Linked DNA regions of Sus scrofa: regions 1 and 3 are each linked to region 2. Evidence: chromatin contacts called from public HiChIP or PLAC-seq and promoter capture Hi-C data. All regions are on one chromosome and are shown on one strand. Each heading gives the region's core, a stretch centred on a gene start, on an enhancer-like site or on the middle of the called end of the contact. The rest is flanking DNA. Distances are from core to core; before and after follow the strand shown.

Region 1 (2,700 bases), core at 102-2,601, 970 kb after region 2:
ATGTTAGCTAGTCTGCTAGGTGGTATCTTAGGGTTTTGCCTCAAGCACTTAAAAGCTGGCCCTGTTCAACAGCAACTCCGGAGACCACCGAGGTTTGGGACCCAAGGAAGGTACCTGCAGCTCTGAGATGGAGAAAGGGATACTATGGAAAGGGGGGTGGGTACAGAGAGCCTCCCAGATTCACTAACCGCCCTAATTTAAGAAAAACGAAAACTAAAGTTAGGTGGCCAACTAGGAAAGCTGTCTAATGTCACATCTAGGGTAGCAGACAGGGTCAGAGTCAGAGGCCGGATCTTCCTACGTCTGAAGCAGGGTGCCCATCTGCCCTACCCATTCTTCTGGCTGAAGAGTTGCACCTGCAACAACCAGCGGAGCCCCGCACATTCAGTAGACACTAAAGATGACTTTACTTAACGAACAAGTGAATGAATGAATTCAAGTACGAGCAAAAGGGTCTGTTTCCATTTGGTAGCAGCTGGCAGGGAGGGAGGCATAGCTGAGATCCGGGGTTCCGCTCAACATAAGGTCCCCATGCTGCCTCTGCCGGTCCTAGTGAGCACCCGGCTTTACACTCGAATTTTCCAGTGCAGCCAGAAGTTCCAAGCCCGGCCGTCGACCGCGTTATGCACGCTCAATCCGCAGTCGTTTCACCCGGGTCGTGACTCCGGGGGGGGGGGGGGGGTCCAAAAACCAGCTTGCCAACGCGGGTTCGCGGGTTCCGAAGCACCCTGGGACTTGTAGTCCCCAGCCGGCCCGATCAGAGCCTTTCCTCCAGTGCCACACAGCCCTCGCCCAGGAGCCCTACTCGGAGCCCGGGCCCACCAAGGCCGCGGCGGGCCGGGGTCACCCACAGACAGGGGTCGGGGCGAGGACCGAGTCATTAGGCAGAGGAAAGTCCTGCGGGACCGGCCTTTGCCGGGCGGCGCCAGCTACCAACCAGATGGCAACGGATGGAGACGGATGCGCGAGACGCCACTCACCATCATCTTGTAAGCTTATCCAGTGGCCCGCTACTCCTCTTCCCTGCTTCGCGCCCGGGCCGCCCAGCAACCCCACAATCCTCCGCGCCAAAGAAGTCCCCAGAACCTTCGCCAAGCAGTTGGACCGGGAGAGGAAGGGGATGGGCCACTTCCGCCACTCTATGGTTCGCTACCACAGAGTCGGCGTGGCTAGAAGGTCCAGAGGCTGGTCCTCTGCCGGAGCTGTTACAGGAAGTGTTGGTAATGCAAGGGTCGCGGGCTTTCGAAAGTGTCATTCTTTTTGAGTATGTAGGGTCCTTGCTCGGCCCCCGTCACCCACTAACTCTAATTCTATTCCCCTTCTCCCTCTGGAGCCAGGCCAAGGAATGAAATAAAGGCAAACATTTATTGAACGCTGACTGAGGGACAGTTTTTGCCAAGTAAACATTTGATGTGAGTGATCTCATTTAATCCTCACAAACCTATTGGTATTGTTGTCATGCCCACTTTACAGATGAGGGAACTGAGGCCGAGAGGTTAGGAAGGGTGTCCAGAGTCACAGCTGCATAGTAAATGGTAGAGAAACAGGAGCGGACACCTAGCCCCTATGCTCGCATTCTGGCTCGGCACTGGTCAGAGCTTCCTCGAGGGTCGTGTACATCCGGCCACGTCGCCAGGGCACGCAAGCGCTGGTGGAACTAGGCAATAAGATCAGAGTAGGGGTCACCGGAGACCACTTGAGAGCTACAGGAATGCCATTCCAAGGAGGGGATGGGAAGGAGGAAGGCACAGCTGGAAGAAGGTATACCCTCATCTTGCAAAGCGACCGTGAGGAGTATTGGCCGAGACTTTCAGCGGTTGAAGCCAGTCCTGCGATCGGCCACCTCCAGTTCTGCCGACCCACCCACCAGCCAGCAAGGTGCTGCCGAATCGAATCCAAACTGAGACAGGCTGGGGCGGGGGCCGGCAGTTGCAGTTAAGAGTTTGGACCAATCAGTCCTCGGCCCCACTTCTCTCGACCAATAGGAAGTGGGCTAAGGCGCAGGGGCGGAAAATGTGGCTACATGAGCAGGCGTCAGAGCCAATCAGCCGTGGGCCTCGTTCCAGTCCGCCAACCAGCAGCCAGAGCGGGTCTGGGGGCGGGAGGCCAGAGCAGCTGTCAGGCCAAAGTCCAGCGAGCTACGCGCGGAGGGGCGGCTGGAGGAAGCGGGGCGCCGGGCCGGGCCCTGGAGATGGTCCCCGGCGCCGCGGGCTGGTGTTGTCTCATGCTCTGGCTCCCCGCGTGCGTCGCGGCCCATGGTGAGCGGCAACGGGCGGGGCTGCGCATCGGGGCGGGGCTGGGAGTCCACATGAGCGCGTCTCGGGCCGGGGGCCACGGGTCACCTTGGGGACCCCGCGAGTTCTGGGCAGGGTAGGTTCAGAAAGAGGCGCCACGATTTGGTGGGTACTCGTCCTCAGGGACACGAATTGGGCGCGGCTGGAGGCTGGGCTTTGAGTTCTGAGCTTCCCACGTCGAAGCAAGACTCCCCCTACCCCCACTAGCGCCGAATTAGGTGGCTGAGGGGGCGAGGAACAAGGACAAGCTGGAAATATGTGAGCACTCATATACATAAACGGGACCACACATTGCTACACTTTGGCTCACACACAAGCACATAGGTACATATCCTACCTGTTTGCATCTATACGGGAACATGAACATATAGCCACTACATCCATGAGCACATATGTATACCTACAC
Region 2 (2,700 bases), core at 82-2,581:
CTCCACTCGGATCCCATGTTGCTGTGGCTCTGACATAGGCCGGTGGCTACAGCTCTGATTACACCCCTAGCCTGGGAACCTCCACATGCTGCCGGTGCAGCCCTAGAAAAGGCAAAAAGACAAAAAAAAAAAAAAAAAAAAGGTAATGTTGACACTTCTTGGCCAGTGTGAGGTGCAGACGCTGCCTCCTTGCTACCTACTTCCTACAGCCTTCCCTGACCTGGATATAAAATTACCTTTGCTTCCTGGATTGTAGAAAAGGGGGTGGGGGTGGGAAGTACATGCATCACCACTATGGTCCTTTTAGGGTTCATCTAGATAATTAATTCTAGACTGTGTGGAGATACTACCTATCTAAAGTCACAGGGACGCTTAGAGACACTGCTGGAACAGTTCTTAGGCTTCTTCCTGGGAACACTCCATTAGGCAAGAAGGCATGGGTGTGGACTATATGATGCAGCCTGATTCAGTTATAGCTAAGCTCCAAGCTAAACACTTCCTAGCTCTGTGGCCAGGGCCAAGTTATTTGAACTTTTTTTTTTTTGTCTTTTTGCCTTTTCGAAGGCCACTTCCTGCGGCATATTTCCCAGGCTAGGGGTCGAATCAGAGCTGTAGTCACCGGCCTACGCCAGAGCCACAGCAACTCGGGATCCAAGAGCCGTGTCTGCAACCTACACCACAGCTCAAGGCAACGCCGGATCCTTAACCCACTGAGCAAGGCCAGGGATTGAACCCGCAATCTCATGGTTCCTAGTCGGATTCGTTAACCACTGCGCCACGACGGGAACTCCACTTGAACTTTCTAAGCCAGTTTTCTGCCACCTGAGAGGGGTGATGTGGGGAGCAGTTAAATGTTTTTGTTTTGTTTTTAAGGCTGCAACTGTGGCAGATGTAAATTCCTAGGCTAGGGGTTGAATCAGAGCTGCAGCTGCAGAGGTACACCACAGCCACATCAACACCCATCCAAGACGCATCTGGGACCTACTGGGCGCCAGACGCTTAACCCACTGATTGAGGCCAAGGATCGAACCCGCATCCTCTCATGCCAGGTTCTTAACCCACTGAGCCATAAGGGAAACTCCCAAGGTGTTTCGTTTTTGTTTTTGTAGGAACAGTTAAATGTAAAACACTCAGGATAGCGTCTCAGGCTCTTAATATACAGTCGTTATTAAAAGAAAAAAAAAAAGAAATGCGAGATTGGTTTTTCCTACTAGCCTGTGAACTCCATGACAACGCCAGATAATCGCCCATCAGTGAAGGCGGCCCAGCGGGCCCACTCCGGGGATGGCAGTTCCGGGCTGTGGGGCTCAGCCTGACGTGGCGGGGCGGGACTTCCGGCGAGAGAAGGAAGCGGAGCGGGAGGCACCGGCCGGCAGGTGCCGCTGACAGATCAGTGGTCGCCCGGCGCGGCGCGGGAGCGGAGGCGAGGCAGGACCCCGGCTCCGTTGCCGCTTCTCTGGGCGCCCTCGACCCTGACCTCCGTGCCAGGATGGCTCGGGGCGAGAGGCGGCGCCGCGGGGCGCCGGCGGACGGAGCGCGGACCGCTGAGAGGGCGGCTCGAGGCGGCCCCGCGCGACGGGATGGCCGAGGCGGCAGCGCCCGCGGCGCAGTTCGGGGGGTGGCTCTGGCGGTCCTGGTCCTATCTCTGGTCCTGGGCCTGTCGGGATCCTGGCTGCTGGCTTGGCACCGTGTGCGGCGGGCGGTCACGCTGCACTCCGCGTCCCCGGCGCTGCCTCCCGACTCTTCCAGCCCTTCTGTAGCTCCGGACCTCTTCTGGGGGACCTACCGCCCTCACGTCTACTTCGGCATGAAGACCCGCAGCCCGCAGCCCCTCCTCACCGGTAACCTGGACCTGGGGCGGGCAGGCACGCGGGCACTTAATCTGGGCGCCCCAGCTTCGCGCCAGAGCCAGGGTGGTGAGGAGCGGATCAGGAGACTTACGAAGAGGGATAACCCTGGAGTTCTCAGCGACCCAGAGGGATAGGTCCTCTGCATGCTCTTTGACTTACGTGGCCCTTCTACCCCCAGGACTGATGTGGGCGCAGCAAGGCACCACCCCAGGGACCCCTAAGCTCAGGCACACGTGTGAGCAGGGGGACGGCGTGGGTCCCTATGGCTGGGAGTTCCACGACGGTGTCTCCTTCGGGCGGCAACACATCCAGGATGGGGCCTTAAGGCTCACCACTGAGTTCGTCAAGAGGCCTGGGGGTCAGCACGGAGGGGACTGGAGCTGGAGAGTGACTGTAGAGCCTCAGGTCAGGGCCCGCAGGACACCCTTCCCCCAACCCAGCCTCCCTCCACCCTTCCTTTGCTGCCAGCAAAAACGGGATAAAGTGGGGGTTAATAGCAGGGGCTCTGAGTCCTGCTGCCTGGTTTGAATCTGTTGCCTGTATGACCATCTCTTGTTACTGTCTCTAAGCCTTGGTTTTCTTGTCTGTAAAATGGAAACCAAAACAGCACCTAACTCCCAGGATTGTAAGAATTAAAGGAAATGACATGCAGAGTTTTCAGCATAGTCCATGGCACAAAAGTACTATTATTTCCCAGAGAACCCTGTGCAAAGCTTTCTCTCATCCCCCTGGTGCTCACCCTCAGTGACTCTCAACACTGCCAAATGTTACATTGTTTACTAGGTTGCTTTTGCCTGGTGTCCCTTTCCCTTACTAAGGCTGATTCTCAGGGGCGAGACTGCTCACCTAA
Region 3 (2,700 bases), core at 16-2,515, 510 kb after region 2:
CAAAACCACTGTGGGATTGTAGAAATTGCTCACAGGGCTATTTCTTGAATGCATAAAATGAGAAATTTTCAGTATGCTGCTAGAATGTCTTCAATACTTTACACTTGCTAATCCCTTTTCAGGGCTTAGCAGCTTAATAGGTAAAAGTCTTAAGTTAGAATTTAGTAACATTATATTGAAATGCTTTGCTTTCATTTTATTTAAGATCCAGTGGGTCTCTCACTGGATTGCCAGGTGAAATAAGGACACCCAGTTAAATCTGTATTTTAGTTTTTCTTTTCTTTTTTTTTAAGTGTATGTCCCAAATATTGCATGGGACACATACTAAAACATTATTCGTTATCTGAAACACTATTTTCAATGGGCATTCTTTTTTTCTCCCCTAAATCTGGCAATCTTATTATTACTATTATTATTATTTGTCTTTTTTTTTTTTTTTGCCTTTTCTAGGGCCGCACCTGCAGCATACGGAGTTTCCCAGGCTAGGGGTCTAATCGGAGCGGTAGCGGCCGGCCTACACCAGAGCCACAGCAACGCGGGATACGAGCCGCGTCTTCGACCTACACCACAGCTTATGAAAACGCCGGATCCCCAACCCACTGAGCGAGGCCAGGGATTGAACCCGCAACCTCATGGTTCCAAGTCGGATTCCTTAACAACTGAGCCACAACGGGAACTCCTAGCAACCTTATCTTAGGGGAAAAAAAAGAACTTGCACCCTGCTCCTTATTTCTATTTTGTTCTATCAAAACAAGCTAACTCTTGTCCTATCTGTGGACTGCGTGGCTTCTATGCCCCAATAAACGTGTCTCTGTGGGAGAGAACTGAGGCTTGACGCCTGAAAAATCAGAGTCAAAGGCCCAGAGTGCACTTAAGGGGAAAAGGCCTGGCAGCTCAGTCCGGCCACATCAGTCGGGGAGGGAGGGGGTTGCAAGCCCAGCTCCCTTTTGCAGCCTCTCAAGCACCTGCTCTGCGGAGGCCGAGGCTTGGCAGCTACTTTCTGGCCCTTACCAATGTTGCCTTCGATGGAGAGCCTTCGGGGCCCGCGCCCCGCGTGCAGACCCCTGGAGGGGGGCCCGCCCTTGACTGGGCTCTGAGCCATGGATTTGGAGGATGATCGCAGCAGCCTTAGATAGAGCCGAAGCGCGGTCATCACACCCACGATTCACGCAGCGATCACTTCCGCCGAGAGCCGTTCCGCCCCCGGTAGCGCAGTACACGCACTCCGGCGCGCCTTCTACGTCAGGCGATCGCCAGGCAGGAAGTGGGTGGGGTTGAGAGGACTGGAGGGGAGGGGCCAAAGGGAAGCTCTGTTCTCGCGATGTTCGTGGGAGGGTGTAACGAAAAGGAAGACGCCTGATGTAGGCAACGGGGAAGATTGCTGATGAGAGGTGCTGCTGTAGGATTTGCACCTTCTTTTTTGTTCACTGGACAAATAGCACTTAAAAAGAGACATAAATTAACGGTCTCAGCGCCTTTGCCTTTTTGTATCACTGTAACATAAATTTCACAACTGAAGACAAAAATAATTGTAATTTTAAGCGACTCCCCCACCCCCCGCCCCCACGTTGTCTGGTTTTTATTCTGACACAGGAAGAAGTTGGACGGTTTTCAGTAGGAAGAAGATGCAACCTGAAGATTTACACAAATTAACGTTTTCCCATGCCCTGTTAATTCGTGGCATAATGCTGGCACCTTTTTGAATACGTTAAATTCATCAACTACACCCCACCTCTTATTTTGCTTCTTGAATGGATAAACAAACTTTTGCCCCATCAATTTGCATAGTAGCCAAATATTCTGTAAGGATAAAGAGGGTGGAAGCTCAGGGACGCGTGTGGAACTCGTTTAAACCAGATAAACTGGGTTCTGTGGGCGTGAGCAATGGCGGAGGCGAGGTGGCTGGTGGGGATTCAGAATGGGATTTGTAAAAGCTTGGGAAAAGCCAGGATAAAGAGAGACTTTCTAATGCATAAATGTATAAAACTGGAATCCAGCAGTCGGTGGAGAATTGTGTTTTGCAGAAGGACAGGGACAATTCTGAGCTGCTGCCACCGGATGAGGCCCTAACAGGCTTTGTCCTGCCACACCCCATGGATGTAACGACTTTAGAACTAAGGATTTATGAAATGTTGTCAAATGATGCCTCCACCTTCCACAAGAGTCAAACCGGGAGGCAACAGGCAAACCAGCATTCTGGCAGCAATCTTAGATGAGGGAGGTTTTAGGAAACCATTCTGTTTGCCAGAATCAGTAGGGCGGGGCCAGTGACTGGGACAACTGTTTGCAAATCTGGCACAGGAATTTTTTCCTATATTAATGTTTATATGGGATGGCTGAAATGACATTAGTATACTATATTCCCATACAATCTAATTAAAAATAGAGTGTACATTTTATTCAGGATAGCCTGGGTGGGTCGCAGGCAGCTAAAGTCTATCCCATCCCCCACTCCCACTCCCACAGCTACTTCTGTGTAAGAATACTGCTTACCTTTCTTTCCTTTCCTTTCCTTTTTGTTTTTTTTCTTTCTGAGCCACAGCCACGGCATAGGGAAGTTCCTGGGTCAGGGGTCAGGAATTGAGTCCGGGCTGGAGCTGCAATCTACACCACAGCTTGTGGCAACGCTGGATCCTTAACCCATTGAGCAAGGTCGGGGATTAAACCGCATCCTCACAGAGACAACGTGGAGTTCTTAAC

What was found. Promoter capture Hi-C pulls out the DNA fragments that hold promoters and counts their contacts. HiChIP or PLAC-seq counts read pairs in DNA pulled down with a chosen protein or histone mark.
Region 1: a contact with region 2 is called in an H3K27ac HiChIP or PLAC-seq map of alveolar macrophages. The contact joins the promoter of PRADC1 here to the promoter of MOGS in region 2. A contact is called at or near these places in 1 of 5 promoter capture datasets (fetal liver), 1 of 47 Hi-C or Micro-C datasets (heart right ventricle) and 1 of 2 datasets of contacts at active chromatin or transcription factors (alveolar macrophages).
Region 3: a promoter capture Hi-C map of fetal liver shows a contact between it and region 2, with 2.3 times the contacts expected there. The contact joins the promoter of DGUOK here to the promoter of MOGS in region 2. A contact is called at or near these places in 1 of 5 promoter capture datasets (fetal liver) and 1 of 47 Hi-C or Micro-C datasets (heart right ventricle).

Annotation. Positions count from the first base shown.
Region 1 is chr3:69,545,487-69,548,186 of Sscrofa11.1, forward strand. It overlaps PRADC1 (protease-associated domain-containing protein 1), which reads left to right and starts at 1,352. Exons shown (of 5, transcript XM_003125011.4): 1 at 1,352-2,258. The coding sequence starts at 2,024.
Region 2 is chr3:68,576,876-68,579,575 of Sscrofa11.1, forward strand. MOGS (mannosyl-oligosaccharide glucosidase) reads left to right here and starts at 1,332. Exons shown (of 4, transcript XM_003124990.3): 1 at 1,332-1,841; 2 at 2,029-2,255. The coding sequence starts at 1,490.
Region 3 is chr3:69,090,101-69,092,800 of Sscrofa11.1, forward strand. DGUOK (deoxyguanosine kinase, mitochondrial) reads right to left here and starts at 1,266. Exons shown (of 6, transcript XM_021087369.1): 1 at 1,012-1,266.